Linked DNA regions of Zea mays: regions 1 and 3 are each linked to region 2. Evidence: chromatin contacts called from public Hi-C data. All regions are on one chromosome and are shown on one strand. The core of a region is the stretch at or near the end of the contact, and the rest is flanking DNA. Distances in the headings are between cores, read along the strand shown. Region 1 holds the start of LOC100276702. Region 2 holds the start of LOC100194322. Region 3 holds the start of LOC100279441 (DUF1995 domain protein).

The links. Hi-C and Micro-C count contacts between places; a contact is called where the count stands out from the background.
Region 1: a contact with region 2 is called in a Hi-C map of leaf mesophyll, with 6 times the contacts expected there. The contact joins the promoter of LOC100276702 here to the promoter of LOC100194322 in region 2. A contact is called at or near these places in 9 of 25 Hi-C or Micro-C datasets (bundle sheath, ear, endosperm and 4 more).
Region 3: a contact with region 2 is called in a Hi-C map of ear, with 4 times the contacts expected there. The contact joins the promoter of LOC100279441 here to the promoter of LOC100194322 in region 2. A contact is called at or near these places in 13 of 25 Hi-C or Micro-C datasets (bundle sheath, ear, endosperm and 3 more) and 1 of 3 datasets of contacts at active chromatin or transcription factors (leaf).

The regions. Positions count from the first base shown.
Region 1 is chr9:21,710,273-21,712,972 of Zm-B73-REFERENCE-NAM-5.0, forward strand. It overlaps LOC100276702, which reads left to right and starts at 1,353. Exons shown (of 2, transcript NM_001350801.1): 1 at 1,353-1,934; 2 at 2,092-2,391. The coding sequence starts at 1,475. The coding sequence ends at 1,897.
Region 2 is chr9:21,434,940-21,437,639 of Zm-B73-REFERENCE-NAM-5.0, forward strand. It overlaps LOC100194322, which reads left to right and starts at 1,386. Exons shown (of 9, transcript NM_001359457.1): 1 at 1,386-1,772; 2 at 1,889-1,973. The coding sequence starts at 1,705. LOC100281884 reads left to right here. Exons shown (of 6, transcript NM_001154804.2): 6 at 1-135.
Region 3 is chr9:21,775,937-21,778,636 of Zm-B73-REFERENCE-NAM-5.0, forward strand. It overlaps LOC100279441 (DUF1995 domain protein), which reads left to right and starts at 1,270. Exons shown (of 9, transcript NM_001152448.1): 1 at 1,270-1,539; 2 at 1,625-1,712; 3 at 1,902-2,012; 4 at 2,201-2,283; 5 at 2,631-2,700. The coding sequence starts at 1,292.

The sequences.
Region 1 (2,700 bases), core at 103-2,602, 280 kb after region 2:
ATGAAAATAATAATAATAATAACGATATAAATGAATAAATATAATTATGTAGTGACTTGAGATTATGGAACCTTTGGAGATCATTTGATTTTGTTTTATTTGTGCATATTCAGTTAATGGAATTATATTGGTTAAATAACAAATAAATAAATGTAAAAAAATGCATATCATGCTGGAATTCTTGTGTGTTTGCATTTGTACTCAATTTTTGTAGACAAGTTAAGTTTGAAAAGTAGAATTTGAAATAGAAGGGGAAATAAGAAAAGCGAAAGAAAATTATATTAAAGTCATTTACTATTGCTAGAATTAAATAATGGGAAGGAGAATAGATAATAAATAAATAAATTACAAGAAATAAAAGTATTATTCAGGTGAGAATTGTGTTTGATATCTAGGAATTCGAAGTTCAAATATGAATTTAAATTCAGTTTGAAATCTGAAAATGGGTAAAAGGAGGATAGAAAATAAAATGAAAAAGGATATGGGAGCAGTCTCGGTTTTGGGCCTAATGTGGCCAGTTGGCCCGTGTACTCCTACTCCGCGGCCCACTACTCCTTCTGCACCCCACCCCCCCTATCGCGTGCGCCGCTCCCAGTCATCCGACCAGTGGGGCCGCACGACAGTCCGGCCAGTCCCTCCAGCCGCTCACTCGCATTTGTTTCACCGAAAGGTGGAACCCCCCCCCCCCCCCCCCCCCCCCCCCCCCCCCGCCCTCGTCAGTCGTCACCTCACCGGCGCGCGGGCCTGCCTTGTCGGACGCATCTTGCTCCTCCGTCCATTCCAGGTTCTGTTCACAGGACGCATGCTCCACCGAATCCCAACCGAAGGCCGTGAGCCGTAACCACGTTGGGGTTGTTGCGATTTTATCGCCAGCCTAATGCGACCACTGGAGTATAAATATGCGCGCTCTCGTGTCGGGCTTGGCGAATCCGCAGCCCTCCCTTTCTTCTTCCCTTGCCCCTCGGTACAGAGAGTTGGTGCGAGGGATTGGGGGAGCACCACATGAAGAACCTGCTGTCACTAGTATATATGAACACACGGTCTTCTTTACTGCGCCGGCGACGGCGAACCAGACCAGCTAAAATGAAGATAACGATACTTAGGGTACTTTATAAAATAAAGAAAAATCCATTCCAGGCCATGGAAGGTGGACCTTGTGTCTGGTTGGCCCAAAAACAGTGTCTTCAGCTGGCCCACAAATCATCCTCGGTCCGAAGAAGAGCGATCGACAAGGGCCCACGTGTAGACGCTGGTACCGCGCGCGGCACGGCAGTACTCCTTGGTCAGCACCCAGTCGCCAGGCCCTTCCTTCCAACGCAAGAGAGCTAGGCGGCGTGTTCCGTGCCTTGCCTTCCCAAGCAAGCAAGCAAGCTTTCATAATGTAGTATTGTAGTAGTTTCATTCAATTCACGAGTCACGACGTTCACGAGTCACGCCAGCATCAAAGCCGTGCGTGAGTAGGCCGATCTCTTGGATGATGGAGGAGGACCAGCAGATAGTCGCTGGCGTGGACGCCGCGGCCCGAGGCGGCGGCGGCCTGGGCCGCGCGGGAGCCGTCTTTCTCACCGCGACCTGCGCCGCAGCCACCTACAGCGCGGCGGCGGCAGGGGACGTCCCGTCCGTGGCGTTCGTGGTCGCCAGCTACGGCGCGCTCCTGCTTCTGCTGCGCTCCCTGCGCGCCTACGAGCTGGCGCCGCCGGAGGCGGCTGCACGCAGGGAAGCGCTCAGGCGCAGGGTCTGGGCGCTCTGCACGCTACTCAGCGTGATGTTCGCGTGGAAGGTTGCGAGCGTCGTCGCGACGCCGTGGCCGGTCGCTGTCGGCGTCTGGGCCGCGGCGGCCGTCACATCTGCCGCTGGGTTCGTTCTGCTGTTCCGCCAGCAGCAGCGTCGCCAATGAACGAGTGATCGGTGGATGTGTGTTCCGTCTGTAACTTGTAAGCTCCAAGAGCCTCAAATAGTTACAGGCATGGGATGGGATCGATGCCTGGCCTGGTTGCTAGCTGCTGTACGTATCATCTCAAACTTTCTGATGGTGATACGCAATTCGATCAAGTGCCTGATCGACGAGCTTTGTTTTATTATTTTTGGCAGGTTAGATTGCCCGTGCAATGCATGCATGCACGATGATGATGTTGTGCATATGTTATTGAAGGTTTTCCGTGTGCTGGTGCTGGTGCTGGCCTGGTGATACGGAGGAAGAAATGCTTTCAATCTACTGTACCCGGCCGGTACGTTCAGATGAATTGTGATGGCCTCTGCCACAAACCTATGTGTACGTATTGTATATATGTGCATGACACTATTTTAGCCTCATATCACTAGTTGATTGATATATTTCTGCGATCCAATTATGTGTTCGTTCTGCGATCCAATTATTTCCTTGGATTCATGCATGCTCCAGGAACCTTTTAAATCCATCATATCACTAGTTGATTGATATATTTCTAGTTCGAGCATATTCTTCATTACTATTGAAGTTAAGAGCTTTTTTTTATTTTTGTAGTTTTTCGTGAACTTATTTCTATCCGTTTTAAGTTCATCACTGTGCTCATCGGTTATCATCGAGAAAATCCAGGCACCAGTTGGCTCCTAAGCCTCTATTTTGAGAGTTTCGGTGTTTTGGAATTTCGAGGATTGGAAAATAAGCCTTGGAAAATAGGCCAAGATTGCCTCTGAGCAAAATAATAATAATAATAATAA
Region 2 (2,700 bases), core at 136-2,635:
TAGATGGCCTGCGATCAACATGTATCGTATCTGTATGCGACTGTTTTGTTGGGCAGTTAGATGAAGTCGCCTACTATCAGTAGTAGTCTCCTGTGACACCAACACGTGGAATGATAAGACTGCCTCCTTTTTTTTCATCATGGTTTTTTTCTTTTTCTTCGCTGCCGTCGAATATGCTGGCTATGAGTATTTAACTAACTGGTGGTGGTGGTGGTGGTGGTGAGCCACTTGAACAGACGGGACATGGCGGCACGTAAATGCCAAAAGTTTAGTGTTGTGAGAAGTGAGGATAATGATGACGACACCTTGTCGTGGACGCCGGCGGCCGGTCTGGATGTCTGATCCCACCACCGCCGTCCGCCGCCACCACGACCACCACCGAGGTCTCCCCACTCTAGAGTCCAGAGCTGTCACTCGTTGGGCAAGTAATAAGCAACTTGCTGCCCAAGCCGTCGCATCCGTCGCCGTCGAATCTGAAGGTGGCATGCGGACGACGGAGAGGTCAGCGGCGACCCCGGGTCGGCGAGGAGGGCCTGCTTGTCCAGCGCATCCCACCGTCGACCGGAAACTCGCCGGAAACTTTCCAGGCTACCTTATCCGTCGCCAAGCGGCCGTGGCTAGTCAGCAGTCTCCGGTGGCTGGATCCGTGACGTTTCGCTTGTGAGGTCACTCAGGTCAGTAGCCCGGTCCGGCCGTGCCGTGCGTGAGCCATCCCTGTTGGCTGCTGCTGCTGCTGTTAAGTGCTATGCTTTGCTAACATGGTTACTAGGGCATCCATACCATTCCAATTTTGGCGATTGCAGAAATGACAGGGAATAAGAAAAAAAAGCACGTTGCAATCATTGGTTTAGAAAAAAAAAAGCAATGGCCAATGGGCTCTGCGTACGTAGTGTTACGGAGGCGGCAGATTGGAATCGCGCGGGCCTGTCACTGCCACGAACGAAAGCTATCTGCTGCCCTCCATGCCAGGGCACACTGACTGACGCTTCCAGGACCAGGATCTACACAAGATAGACAAGACAAGTACCCATCAGGCAAGGCCTTCAGCCCAGCAAAGGTGGCCAAGCCATTTTTTTCTCAACAAAACTAGTGATGTTTGGTTCTTTATAAGGTTTTGACTAAAGTTTAGCCTGTGTTTACATCCAATATTCGAATGCCAATAACAAGGGTTTAATATAGTCTAATTACAAACTAATAACAAGGGGAAAAACAAAGCTCTTAAAAAGATACGTTTTTATAGAGAGTCGAGAAGGAGCTTAGGGCCCACGATCCCAGGCCGATGTTCACCCAGTACAAATGTACAACCCTTGTCCTCCTCCTTGGCCCATCGTCAATCTTCACCAAAGCCGCCTCGTCTGGATCTCTCTCACTCCTTTCGCGCACAAGGTTTTCAATGGCATTGACCGGTAGAACACGTGCCCGGACGCCAATTATCTCGCCCTTTCAGATTTGAGAACAACAAGGAGGAAAAGTAAACGCAAGTTCAGGAAAGGGGAGCCTCAAAAGGAGAGGGAGAGTGAGAGGGAGGGGAAGTGCGCTGCAGTGCTGCGCAGCTGCGCTGGGGAGAAGAGAAGAAGGTGCCAACCACTTCCCAAGGAGACCGCCAGCTCTGCTGCTGCACGACCGACCAGCCCGTCCACTCGCCTCGCCTTCCTCCGAGCCCCGGCGAGGAAGAGGAACCCGGCGCCGCCGGACGCACTTCCGATGGCGACGCCACGGAAGCCGATCAAGCTCACGCTGCCGTCCCACGAGACCACCATCGGCAAGTTCCTGTACGCTTCTCCGCTCCCCCTCCTCGCTGGCTTCCTTTTCCTTGTCTGTCGGTTAATTAATTGCCCGGCGCTGGTTACTTACTGGGGCTCTCAACCTTTGAGTGGGTTCCGGACAGGACGCACAGCGGGACGTTCACGGACGGGGATCTGCGCGTCAACAAGGACGGCCTCCGCATCGTCTCGCGGAGGGAGGGAGGCGAGGTAAGCCGCCCGCTGTAATAAGGACTAATAATCGCCCGCTGTAATAAGGACTAGGAATCGCGGCTTGGAGTCGTCCCGTTCGGAAATCGTCGTAGCATCGGGATAGCGAAAATCGGCTCTTGTAGCCGCTTCTCTTGAGGAAGCGCTGGGAGTATGGATGATTGCTTTGGCAGGCCAGGCAGAGATGGATTGGTCTCGTCGTTGAGCTCTGTTTGTTCGGAATCAGGGCGTTGCGCAGTGATAATTCCGTCGCATTTGTTTTCTTCACGGTAATGCAAATCAGTCGGCGAGCACGTAGATATTTTGGGCAAAGTTCTGCACTACTAGTTTCTCCACTTCACAGAAGTTTTCTAATAGCATGTCTGCATATGTGGCGTTCCCGTCTACTAATTATCTAACCAAGATACTGATTTGGGGGAAAACGATATGTAGCCTTGTGGCATTTTTACGGCTTTTTCAATTTGATGACTGGGCCACCATCCCATCCATTTGGTACTCTAATTAAGAGACTAGTTCAGGGAAAACGACAGGTAGCTTTGTGGCTCTTGACAGTTGACACCTTTTCCCATTTGATGAGTGAGACACAAATGAGACACTAGCAATAAATATATGTACGTTCTTTGGCGTACTGGGATTATAGATGTAGTATCTGTTAGCTGGATTCGTTCTGAATGAGACACAAATAGTGGGGAAAATGTTGTCATACCTGATAGGATGGATGATCCTA
Region 3 (2,700 bases), core at 20-2,519, 340 kb after region 2:
TAGGGTAAGACAGGTTTTACTGAGCTAGGCGTGTGTTTAGTTTGTGTGTTTAATTTGTAGCTATAGTTATGACAAGATTTTTCTCCTTTTGTGTAGGCTCCGGTCCTCGATAATCCATAAAGTGTGGCAAGATTTCCTTAAGCATGCCTAATATGTGGTGTAGAAATTGAGTGTCTAACCTTAAGCAAGTGTGGTAGAAAATGTGTGGCAATTTTGGTACTTTAGGCACACAACTAAACATGCCCTGTGTTTAAATTCTGCGCCACAGTTTGCTACGTTTAAGAGAACTTTGCCATACTTTTACATGTTATTGACAATGCCTATGGAGCTGGAGAAAATTAAATTTTGTCATAACTGCGGCTATAAACTAAACACATGTCTAACTTGATCAAACCTGACTAACTTTAGATGTGACAAACTGTGGCAATGAAGTAGCAAACCAAACAACTCTAATCTTTCCTTGGGACCATAGAGTTAGCAGGAGCATGTAGACTAGTACTAATGTGTTGCTACAGTTTCTATTTTACATAAATAAATATTATTTAAAGGATATAGTTGTTCAAACACGTTAAAACATTTACAATGATTTGTACTATGTTTGAAACAGTCGTTATGCCTGAATTTAACACATCTACTATAAAATCTACATAAATGTATTTTACATGTCGAGTAATAAACCACAACACAATTTCGTCGTGCCAGTCTCCCATCAGGTGGCTCGAGCGACATTGAACCCTAGCCACTACGGCCCCTCCCTCCTGTCTACGCCTTACATCACTGGAGTAAGTAGTTGAAAGTCTAGATAGGATTTGCGAGGATGGTAACAATGGGATTCTCCTTGCATGGCCTGTTAGGACTTAGCCTTTTCTGAGCACGGTATGGTCCATTGTCCATTAAGCCCGCATTAGCCTAGGCCGATCATCGTGAGGTACCACGTCGACACGGTCCGATTTTATTTTTTCCCAAATTTTTATAAAAATATTTATATTATATTTGAATATAAAGTATGAATAAAAAATATGTACGTCATTTTTGTTAGGTAAGTGTGAATATGTGTTGGAGCGAATCATCTCATTTTACCATTTAAACGGATGTGTTGTGCACATATTTAGCTTGTAACGAGAAACTCCTGCATTATACTCTGGCGCAGATCAAAAACCGCCACTTAATTTACACAAATTCCATCGGACGGGAAATTGATGGAACCCCGTTTCTATGCGTTATCCAAAGAGCTGCATAGCAGCGCTTCTCCCAGCCACGTCTTCATCACACACGGTCGCGGCGCGAAGCAATGGCGACCACGGCGCCGCTGCTCTCGCCCCAGCGCGCTTGCCCTACCCATCTCCGGCGCCGCCTCTCGCCCCTACATCTCGTATTCCCCCTCGACGCGTCAGCGAGGCGGCTGCGCCTTCGCCGGGCGCCGCCACCTTGTTCGGCCAAGTTCGGCAAGTTCGACGCCTCCGACGCCCCGGCGGAGGCCGAGGAGGCGGGGGGCGCGACGGATGGTGGGCTGGCGCAGCCCGTGGAGGAGGACGACAGGTCGGGTTCACTGCACCCTCAACTCGTGCGTAATTGAGAACACAAAAGATGCTGACGTTGTGAAGCGGCCTTCGCTGTGGTTCAGTTGCTTGCCATCGGATTTGGAGGGCGCGATTCGGCAGTCAGGGAAGGCGAGCGCAGATTTCGTAAACTCCGGAGGCATGCGAGCTATCGTATGATTCTCGCTGCGCATACTGCACATGCATATTGTCGCTTCTGTAATTCGGCTCAATCGTATATGCTGTAATAATGTATAAATGATGACATAATTATAGAAGTACTCTCTTTTTGCTGAGCTTCTGATTAGGCATCTTTACCATACGATTATTGACGATTTACGATTAGTGGTGTCAATATTGCAGGCAGAACTGCTGATCCCTCAGTTGGAATTCCTCAACGAGGAAGGAGCACAGGCTGAACTCTGGGCGTTGTCAAAGATTTTCCTGGACACACTTGTACAAGAGACAGGACAGGTTTGGATACAAGGTCGTTTCAGGCTTTCAGCATTAGACATGGCTTTTACTTTCTCCAACTTATAATTGCCTCACTCTCACTCTAATTGATGTTTGAGTCTACCAATTATCACTTTGCAAATTTGTTGCTCTCGACCTCTTGTGATTTATGTATTTGTCTGTTTCTGATACCACTTGGTGTTCTGCAGAAAGTTACTGCCATTTTCCCTGACGCTGGAGCAGCTGCCCTTCTCAAGCATCAATGGAAAGATGCACAATTCAAGTGTGCCAGGTACTAATGTACTATCCACTGAGAAGTGATGGTTTCATACCAAGTTGATGTAACTTGTTGCATCTCATGATTTTCTGACTACGAGCGGCATGCTACCGACGTCAATTGGAAATCACAATTGATTTTCTTTTGAGACCAGGAACAGTTAATTTTCTAGCTACCAAGAATTGGCCAGTTCACCTTTAGTCCTAGTTGCAAATGCCATATTATACTGGACATGACAAGGCAGAATTCTGACTCTTTGTATTCTTGAAGAAGAAACTTTATGGATGCTTCCAGATTATGACATTGAATAGTATTCAGGTTGTTACTTCGAATCTTCAATCTGTTTTTGACCTGACTTGTAGTTTAGGTGACCGGAAGCCAGTTGGTCCTGAAGATGAGGTCGCAGTTATGATTATCCCTGATCATCAGATG